Regions from separate parts of the Mus musculus genome. Here regions 2 and 3 are each linked to region 1. A link is a contact called in public Hi-C data. All regions are on one chromosome and are shown on one strand. Each heading gives the region's core, a stretch centred on a gene start, on an enhancer-like site or on the middle of the called end of the contact. The rest is flanking DNA. Distances are from core to core; before and after follow the strand shown.

Region 1 (3,262 bases), core at 207-2,706:
CTTGCGGGAGTCTGTGGCCCTGGAGGAGAGCTGGCGCGGCGGGTCTGTTCGCTCCGAGCCGAGCAGTCATTTTCCAGCCTCTTCTTGCTCCCAGCAGGGCCGATTCCGGCCGGGAGCGGCTGAGCCTAGAAAGGGCCGCTTGAGTGCAAGAGGCCCAGCCCAGCCTTGAGTCCGCCGGAGCGGTGCCGCGTTTCTTCCTGGCTGTTTTCCCAGGGGTGTCCACTGGCCGGCCAGAGCCTCAGCACTCAGTTCTCCAGCTCCGCGCTACTTGCCCCGGTCGCTGGTCCACGAGTGGGCCCGCCAGGCCTTTTGTTTCCAAAGCTCTGTGTCTTTAAGATCAAGGGTGGATCTCAGGCCGGGCAGGGACCCGACCCACCACTCCGCCAAGGCTCTCAAACGCAGCATTAGAATGTTTATAAAATATTCAATTTATGTAGTCTGTCCAAGAAGCCATTGTCCCAAAATAAAATCGGCAGTCTAGACGGAACACAGACACCAGAACTTATCAACAGTTGTCTGATTCGCATCTTCTGATGCATCTTGAGTGGGTCATAATACCAACTTTATTTTCAGTGGTGCATAAATTAATTACACGCATTTAATAACCAAAATATCATTATATTCCCCCTTTAATATCATAAAGGCTTTCCGCCAGGGAAGCACTTAATAGTGCAGGGGGCCGTAACGGGCTATTATCCTGGTGTAATGCTATTACAGAACCAATTATGCGCCATTAGACTTGCTTTTTTTGCAGTTTATGTGATTTGATCCAATCCCGCGCCCCTGACTTGAAAATTTCAACCCGGTACTTTAGAGTTTAATTTTCACCCAGGCAGAGAGAAGGGCGGTCTCTCTCCGCTGAGTGTCTGCCTCGGATGCATTTTAAAAGTAATTGCGAAGGGTCCCACTGCATATCATTTGCAGGGAGAAGCGAACATAAATTCAGGGACCCCTTGCTGAGAACAAAATCAAACTTTCCTTTTGTACGATCGCTTGGAAAGGGAAGCCGTGTGCAAAGAGTACCCCCAAAACCCATCCGGCGGCGACAATTAGCAGCGCTTTGGTAATTTTGCAGTCCTGGAGTCTCCAGGCCTCTGACAAGGGCGAGCCCAAATCCAATCTCACTCAGAGAAAGAAGGGTTGAGACTGAGGGGGCCCAGAGGGCTGGGGTTGGGGTGAGTGTTTAAAACATAATCTCTTTTGGGTGGGGGATGATATTGGTAGCTGTTGTTTTTATCTTCGTTTAAAAGAAAAAAAGGGAAAAACATTCCTGATGTTTGCTGAGAAGTGACGGATTTTTTTTTTTTTTTACACCACGTGGGCCATTTGTAAGGCCCAATAGACCTATCCAAGTTACTCGCTGTAGACAGCGCTGGAAATAATCAGATTAAGGCCAATTATGCGTGAGATTATAAAGGCGAGTGCTGAGCGGCGGCGCGCGCTGTAGACAGACAGCAAGACATCTGGCCACTTCCCCAGTCACTTCTCTGGTCCTGCGGGCGCCAGCAGCGCCAAGCCCCGCCCGCCGCCAGCCGAGCCCCGCGTGCGGACTAGAGGCGAGCGCACTCCGGCCTTCTCGCCCGCCTCCCGCAGAGGTAGGCAGGGTTCCCGTGCTGCTCCCCCGGCTCCCTGCGCTGGGCCTTGGGACTTCACCGGCTTTTGGCCCGAGCTGCTGCGCTTGCAGATGGCCTTGCGCGATCGCCGGACCCAGCTGCGGTGGCCAAGTGCAGGGCTTGTGGTTGGGACCCCTGAGAACCAGGAGCCAGACTGTGCCCAGCTTGGTGAGGGCGCGGTTGTCCAGCAGCAGGACCTATGCCGAAGGCTGACCGTAGGGTCGTGGCTTGGGAAGGGAGGTGCAACCACTTCTCCCACCATCCCCGCGGTGGCCCCAGGGGACCAAGGGCTTCGGGAAGGGCTTAGTAGGAGGAGCACTCCCTGTGATCCTCGGGGTGTGCGGGCAGGAGACTCAGGCTCTATTGCTGTTTGCTTTGCAGCCAGGCCGGAGCCACGCACAGGCACAAGTCTGCCAGGCCGCTACCAGCCCTGGTCCAGCCATCAGGGCCCATCCGACCGTCGGCGATGTTTTATTTCCACTGTCCGCCACAGCTAGAGGGTGAGTAAGCGCCGCTTTCCCGGGCTGTTTGGCCAGGCCAAGCTAGCCAAAAGGGCCGGGCCACAAAAGGGTTGATAAGTATTGGGGTCTTCGCCCCACAAGGTGGCAGCCTCTTGGCAGGGTTTAGGGGTACCCTTAGCCCCCCCCTACATCCAGCTCCATCCCTCCGCCCTGGTGCCACCTGCCTCCCACCTCCCTCTCCGCCTGGGTCGCGCTGCCCCGGGCTATGGGTGCCTCAGGGACGCCTGGTCCTCCCAGCACAGATGCTGGTGTCACGCCTCTAATCGGGGCTCCTCCGCCCAGGGGGCCCGCATCAATCTTTCACGGTGTTTTGCTAACATCCCAGAAAACCAAAGCAAGTTGAACTGCCCTCTGAGTCCTGGGCTCCACTACGTGTCAGGAAGGGCCTACTCTCACCCTGGGCGTTGGCAAGAGTGCTCCGGGATCGCACACGAAATTCTGGACAACTTAAAGTCAGTTTCTAGCGGCAAAGCTGTCCCTGGATGCAAGCTCCCTGATAGTTACCTGTCAGGAGTGTCCAGGAATAGTTTCATCTCAGCGATTTACTGAATTTCTGACTACAAATGACCAGCTCGTCAGCCCCCAGGACCAGGGTCTGGTTGTTTAAGGTCTCTAGACCTTAGGGGGGAAATGCCTTTCCCTATTCCTGGTGTGTTTTCTTCTCCCAGTTGTTAAGTGGGGCAGGGGTAGTGAGAAGTGAGAGAAGCTTGCATCCCTGGGTGTCTCTAACCAGGGCCTGGGAACCAAAGGGTGAGTTCTTCCTGGCAGTGATCTGTAGCGTCAGGTGTACATACTCCCCCCCCCCTCGCTCCCCCCCCCCCCCCCCCGTGCTTGTGCTGTGGTTTGGAGGAGACACTCAAAGGTTTATAATTCCGGGACACTTGTCCACCTTGCTGTAGGTTGCCTTGAGCAGTCTTCAGTCTCAGCCACGATTTGGGAAAGTTTGTTTTCATTTTCTATATACAAGCCCTTAAGAGTCCAGCAGAGTTTGCTAAAGGAAGCTAGCTAGTGGGGAGAAGCAGTTAAGCTCTGTATGCCTGCTTTTCAACACCAGGCAGAACCCAGGCAGGGAGGCTTTAGGGCAGTCAGAAAGGAGCGGTCACTTACAACTGTACCCCAGGCCTGAAG
Region 2 (3,048 bases), core at 535-3,034, 220 kb after region 1:
CTATTTGTTTATCCTTCTCTTTTTGGTCTTCCTGTGATTTCTGGAGACAATATGGCAAAAAATTTTAGCTCAACGGTCACTCTAATTGTATGGTGTCCAAATTTTCTTGTTCTCTCTCTTCCTGCCCATGGCTGAGCAGCCTAATGCTGATATTCAGCGACACAGCTTATGTTGTCCCCGCCTCTGCCCAGCTTTCCTCTCACTGCAGGTTGTGTCGGGCTCCCAGCAGGCTATTGGCATCCACATTCACAGAGTTCTGACTCCTCTGAGAGGATGACCTTGTCCAGGAGGCACCTCCATAGCTCAGGGACGCCACAGCAAGGATGCTATCCTGCTTGAGTCATCTGTATCTTCACTGCTGAGCATGCTCAGGCACCAAAAGTCCTCTCCACAGCCCTGAATGGGCTGGTTAAACTCAACAGAAGTAGTGAGCTGTGTGCTCACCCTCTGCCTGTCTAGACCAGACCCTGCAAACTCCATGTTCTTTTGGACCATTCTCCTTTTCAGAGGGACGCGCTAGCATTTGACAGTGTTGGAAGCATTCTCTTCTTCACCTGCCTCTACCTCTTTCACCAGATCTTTTTTGATATTTATATTAGTGGATATTAGCTTTACAAAACAATGGGTTTCTTCCTGACATTCAGGGGGTGCATAGAGTGTACTTTGATCAGGTCACCCCCAACCTAGTTTGCTTTCTGTTGCTATGATATATAATCATGACTAGCTTGGGGAGAAAAGGGTTTGTTTCATCTTACAACTTCCAGTCCTTCTACAGAGGGAAGTCAGGGCAGTAACTTGAAGCGGGAGCCTGGAGATGGGACCTGAAGCAGAGGCCACAGAGGAAGACTTCTGACTGGCTTGCCTTCCAGGCTCACCCCACAAACCAGAGCCTATGGGATATATGTATTTTCTTACCTGAGGTTCCCTACCCTTGGATGAGCCCTGTTTATTGAGTCTCTTGTCAAGTTGACAGGAGACTAAGTGGCGCATTCCTGTTGCTCTCTTTCATGTGCCACCACACCATTCTTGTTTCCGGCTTGCCCACTATCATTGTCTGTTCTGCCGCTAAGCTCTGAAAGCTCAAGGACCACATGTGTCATGAGCTCCCAGGCACAGGCTAGGCAAAGATATGGCATCTGTTTTATGAACCTTTACTTGCCTTGTGCCATGCATGCTCTGCTCTGCAGTCTCCCTGCTATGGCTTCTCTTACACAAGAGACATCAGACACCATGAGATCGTTGCTGAACAGAGTCAATGAATAGCATTTGCAGTTAGGGAGCAGTCAGTGCAAGCATAAACGAGGCATTCGATTGTCGCTATAGATGATGCTTATGGAAAACAGTAGTGTTGGTGTGAATCCTGTCTCCTTCATAGAGATGTTGGTGATCTCCATGAAGATGTCCTGTAGCCAGGAGCTTTGTGCCCTAACCAGGTGTTTTTGTTAGGGTTTGGTTTGGCGACTTCATCTTTTCTTTCGTTTTCCTCCTTTTTTGTTTTTATTTTATTATTATTATTTTTTAATCATGGCTAGCGCCCTCCCTCCTGTCTGAGCTGATATAGACGCTAACAACTTGTGGTTTACAGCTGAGGGCGCATTTCCACTACATTCCCATAAGCCTCCTTACCTCCTTCCTCTTAGCATCTGCCCAGATCTGGACATGTTCTTTATATATGGACAGTGATACTTTGCCCAAATATTCTGGTTAACCTCAAGGAATGAGTCTCTGACACTACTGTATTAGAATGGGTGAAGCCTTGGGTTTGGCAAGTAGAAAAAAACAGCCTTGTGGCTGGTTATCTGGCTTCAGCACTGGCTGTAGGCATCTCTCTGTGTCAATCGAGGAGATGCCCTCTGGTGCTGACATCTGCTGGTGAGCTCCTCTCAAGTGCTCACTGTGCTACCAACACACAAAGCAAACAGTAAGAATGCGATTGCTCTAACTGTGAGTCTTCCACATTTCTGTCCCTTTCTAGAGATGCCCGGGAGATTGAGCTGTGAGCTGCGAGCTACATCAGAAGAGGCTTTAGGTACTTTGAGTCTGAACATCCAAGGCCAATGATGGATCATTACTTGAACTCAATATAAGAGCAGGTACTAAACGGACTACAATCGGCAGCCCCTGTGTCCCAAGGGAAGCGGTCGCTCCTGTTCTGGGAGAGTATCTGCGAGGGGAAGTGCTCGAATGGACAGCAGGGCAAAAGGAAACCCTGAATCTGTATTTCTCAACCTAGGTGCCCATGTAGGAGCTGGGCAGGCTTCTACAACAACATTGTGTCCACGTCAATGAAACCTCACCCCAGCATGGCTCATAGTCCAAGCCAAGACAGCTTCCTCCTCAGCACTGTGGGGCTGTTAGCATTCAGGCTTAGTTTTGTAGAACTCATGGCCTTGCAGTCTGAGCTGTCGGGAGATCCCCACTTTAAAGACAAACCGTGCAAGTATCCAGGGGAGCATCGAATTGATGAGTCAGTGTGCAATGCTTATCCACAGAAGAGTGACCTTCTGAGGGAACAGAGGACAGCCTAGGGGTAAGTGAGGAGAAGGACACTGACACCCCTGGGCAGGAGGAGATCCAGAGCATGCTGGCACAGTGCCTCACAGAGAGCGACAGGAATGCAGGCTCACATTGATTGCCACACACAACTTGGTGCTGATGGTTGCCTCGTGTCTGCATGAAGGATTCGGGAAACTTATACCCTGCTAGTCTCGTTATCAGGCTCTGGGAATGTTCCCTTGCAATTGAATCATTCCTGTCTTGGCAAACTCTGCTTTCCCAGTCTGCATGAAGGCAGGTGGTTGTGTGGTCTGGGTTTCCTCAGACAGGTTACCTTTATCCTGCTGTGGTGAAAGAGGAACTATTTTTCAAAACGAAGTGCCGCATTAAAATAACGTCTGGAGTCCCAGGGTGCCTTGTCCGCCTTGATAATGGTGCTACTCATTAGCAGTTTCTGTTAGCTGATCACCTGGAGCAGTTACATGGTACTCATAAGCAATCGTCCGTGTGTGAGATAGAATAAATCATCGTGTACTGGAGCTGGTAATTGAT
Region 3 (3,188 bases), core at 338-2,837, 230 kb after region 1:
GATGATGTTAGGGTTGTTTTGGGAACATTGGGGTTCTGATAAATCCATCACTTTTTAGAACTGTTGAGAATATAGAATTCAAGGGACTAAAGCTGGTGAGACAGAGCAACAGTCAGCTTGATGCAGGAAGTGTGTGAAAAAAACCTATGAAAATGTATGCAAATGATAGGAAGTGCTACAGGAGAAAGAGGAGGATAGCCAGACTGGTGCTAGGCTGAGTTTATAAGTTGAGAAGGAGGTGGTTCTCAAAGTCCTTATGTGAGAGGGTCTAGCAATGTCTGGGAGCTACAGGGCTTTGGGGTATAGAGAGCAGGCAGCCACAGGAGGAAGGTTATGGCCTTGTCAGCCAAATGTAGTCACTGTTAATTCACTGATTTGGCAAGGACTTCTATAGCATTTGTTAACATGTTGAATAATGCTTAAGTATGGGCCATGTAATGAGAAAGATGAAGGACATCTCGACTATTCTTTTAGAGATTGCATTTGAAGAGAGACTGGATCTGTCTGGTGTGGTATCCATCCCACCACTCAGGACACAAAGTTGGGAGGTTGGGTACTTTGAGACCAGCGTGGGCTGGTGCAAGGTTGACCTCAGCTACACGAGGAAATACTGCCTCCAAAAACAAACAGGGAAGATAATTGTGTGTGAATATGTATGGCTGATGCGGTTAAGGGAAAACAAAGAACCTGGGACCCAGAACAAACAGGAAGAACAAGGTCAAGACCCCTGAGCCTAGGGAGAGGAGGCGTCCACTGTGTGGACAGCCAAGAGGAGGTGATACTACAGAAGCTGGGCAAAGCATGCCGAAAGGGAAGTCTGCTTCCTTTCTGTGGGAGTGGCAGAGAGTTCTGGGGAGCCTAAGCAGGCTGGGTGGGCACCTCAGAGACAAGCATTCTGACAAAACTCTTTCTATGGTGTGAAGTTAGGCTGTGTTGATGTTCGGTGCTGGCTGTTTATTTGTGAGCCTATCCATGGCTCAGTTCATATGATATGAGATCGTGTGCGTGTATGTGTATGTGTGTGTACGGCTGAGTGTTATGTACTTCATATGCTTGTGTGTCAGCCAGTGTGAATGCTGTGAACATATACTAATGTACTATGTCTATGTGTCTATGTATGTTTTAACATGTGTATCTAAGTGATTGTGTATGTGAACATTCACACTTGTGTAAGTGCCTGTGTGTTTGCCTGAAATTTTTTCATTTTATGTTTATAGCTGTTTTGCCTGCATTTATCTCTGCTCTTTATGAGGGCAGTGCCTGCAGAGGCCAGAAGAAGTCATCCAATTCCCTGAAACTGGAATTTCAGGTGGTGCCATATGGGTGATGGGAATCGAATCTGTGAACTCTGCGAGAATAGTCAGGGCTATTAACCTCTGAGCCATCTCTCCAATCCCTGCATTTAAGTCTTTATGCCTGCACACATACTTGAAAGCATGCGTCTGGGGTTTGTGTTTGTGTTCCTGAGAAGAAACTGGGGAGAAAAGGTCACAGAGGGAAATAACCTCATACTTTCCTGGTAACCTGGCAGGGACGTTTAGTCTTGCCAAGGGTCACAGAACAGACCCGTGTCACTGATGACATCACAGAATAAAGCCAGGCTCCTAGAGACCATGTGGCCACTCAGGTTGGGGCTGGCTGGAGGGCTTCAGCACAGCCAACCCCAGCTCTCAACGAGATTCTGGGTGCCGGTTTGAAGTCATGAAACACCATCTCATTGAGCATAGGGGAGAACAGACACCTGGGACCGCCGTGGGCATGGCCAGCCCAGACGCCGCAGAGGAGAGCACAGGAGTGTGCTGGCCAGGTGGTCAGTAGATGGGGAAGGGGATGTTGTTATCAAAGGGGTGTGTTGATCACACAAAGCAGATGAGAAAAGTGGTCTTTAGGGGAAGCTGGTACTTCTTATGTTGTTGTGCATCTATGGGGCTATTTCAGGGGCTATGTGGACAATAATGAAACCTTTATGTATTGATTTTGATGTGTGTTTGAAGAAAAAAATAATGTTAATCGTGTAAGACCTGTAGCAACATAAACATTCCTTTATAGTCCATGGGTACATGCTAATCTAGAAAGCCAACTCATTGAATCCCAGGGTGTATCTGCAGGCAGCGCTTTAGGAGGAGATCTGCCTCTGGAGCCAAGTGGCTCCGTCTGGTGTGCAGATCCTCTGCCACCGTCTCCTGGGTGGGATGAAAATCAGGAGAGCGAAATCTCTAAGGCTTGTTGTGAATCTTAAAGGAATGACGGCATAGTACACTCTTACATGGTGACAGGGACACAATTGGATGAGAGGCCACCCGAGACAGAGATAAGTCACAGACAGAGGCAGCGAAGCCGGGGCTTCACTACTCCACATCCCTGTTCCATTCTTGGTTTCCACGTGGGTTTTATTGAACTGATGTCTGCACAGCATGTGATGCGTATAGTGGAAGGAACTGTGACACTGTTCGTGTGACAACCACAGCCAAAGCAGACAATTATCACGACCCCCAAGAGTTCCCTAAGGCTCCTCTATGTCCTGCTCACCCCTCCAGCTCTTAGTGACTATTCTGTCCCTACCAATTTGCTTTCTCTAGAATGTCTTCTAAGTGAGATCATGGGATGGCTTCTTTCAGGTAGCAGGTACATTACTTCTTGTGTCTGTTTTGCACACATTTCCTGGCTTGTTTATTTTAATTCAAGAATACAATTACATTCTGTGGTCGTATCTTAATTTACTTTCCAGTTTACCAGGTGCTGGCTTTTCACACCTCATTTGATAACCTTGACACGTTCTTTTATCCTTATCTCCCTGTGAGATCGTTTTATGGTCATCACTGGTGAGTAACAAGCACCTTCCCTAAGCCGCCAAAATCTGTATGATTTTGTTTCTGATTTCTCAGGGAAGTTACGCATGGAGCCTTTCTGAGCACACTGATGAAACTGTCCTTCCACTTCTCAGGGGCCATGAGGAGGAATGAGTCATCTCCGCGGCCAGGGCCTGCCTTCCTCCCTGACGATGACATCTACTTGGCAGCCCGGGCACAGGGGGTGCTGGGTTGGAGCAGCTCTCCATCATCCCAGTCGTCCTCCGAGTATCAGTCCTACTCTCAGTACCAGTCCTGGGACTCCAGCAAATCTGAGGAGCAGCAGGAGACTCCACCTGAGAGCGTGTGCGCCCTGTATACCCACGTGCAGACTGTGCG

What was found. A called contact is a pair of places that touch in the nucleus more often than the background predicts.
Region 2: a Hi-C map of myocytes shows a contact between it and region 1, with 2.0 times the contacts expected there. The contact joins the enhancer-like site here to the promoter of Prrxl1 in region 1. A contact is called at or near these places in 4 of 39 promoter capture datasets (embryonic stem cells, hippocampal neurons and liver), 1 of 15 datasets of contacts at CTCF or cohesin (stem cell-derived epiblast-like cells), 14 of 484 Hi-C or Micro-C datasets (CD4 T cells, the MC3T3-E1 cell line, the N1E-115 cell line and 8 more), 8 of 115 datasets of contacts at active chromatin or transcription factors (embryonic forebrain, embryonic stem cells, forebrain and 2 more) and 4 of 9 other capture datasets (adipose tissue, embryonic stem cells, embryonic trunk and 1 more).
Region 3: a contact with region 1 is called in a Hi-C map of bone marrow-derived macrophages, with 3 times the contacts expected there. The contact joins the promoter of Fam170b here to the promoter of Prrxl1 in region 1. A contact is called at or near these places in 5 of 39 promoter capture datasets (embryonic stem cells, epiblast stem cells and hippocampal neurons), 3 of 484 Hi-C or Micro-C datasets (CD4 T cells, bone marrow-derived macrophages and embryonic stem cells), 7 of 115 datasets of contacts at active chromatin or transcription factors (embryonic stem cells, neural tube and stem cell-derived neural progenitor cells) and 3 of 9 other capture datasets (embryonic stem cells, embryonic trunk and macrophages).

What each region holds. Positions count from the first base shown.
Region 1 is chr14:32,597,952-32,601,213 of GRCm38.p6, forward strand. It overlaps Prrxl1 (paired related homeobox protein-like 1), which reads left to right and starts at 1,457. Exons shown (of 7, transcript NM_001347590.1): 1 at 1,457-1,595; 2 at 1,995-2,113. The coding sequence starts at 2,080.
Region 2 is chr14:32,814,872-32,817,919 of GRCm38.p6, forward strand. Tmem273 (transmembrane protein 273) reads left to right here. Exons shown (of 5, transcript NM_001163616.1): 5 at 1,976-3,048. The coding sequence ends at 2,000. Among named protein-coding and RNA genes, the nearest start is that of Fam170b, 18 kb to the right of the region's middle. Within about 2 kb of position 1,785, at least 9 of the 459 cell types and tissues checked have an H3K27ac peak or open chromatin away from gene starts, as enhancers often do. A contact at or near this core is called in myocytes, where this site is marked.
Region 3 is chr14:32,832,375-32,835,562 of GRCm38.p6, forward strand. It overlaps Fam170b (family with sequence similarity 170, member B), which reads left to right and starts at 1,588. Exons shown (of 2, transcript NM_001164485.1): 1 at 1,588-1,810; 2 at 2,945-3,188. The coding sequence starts at 1,702.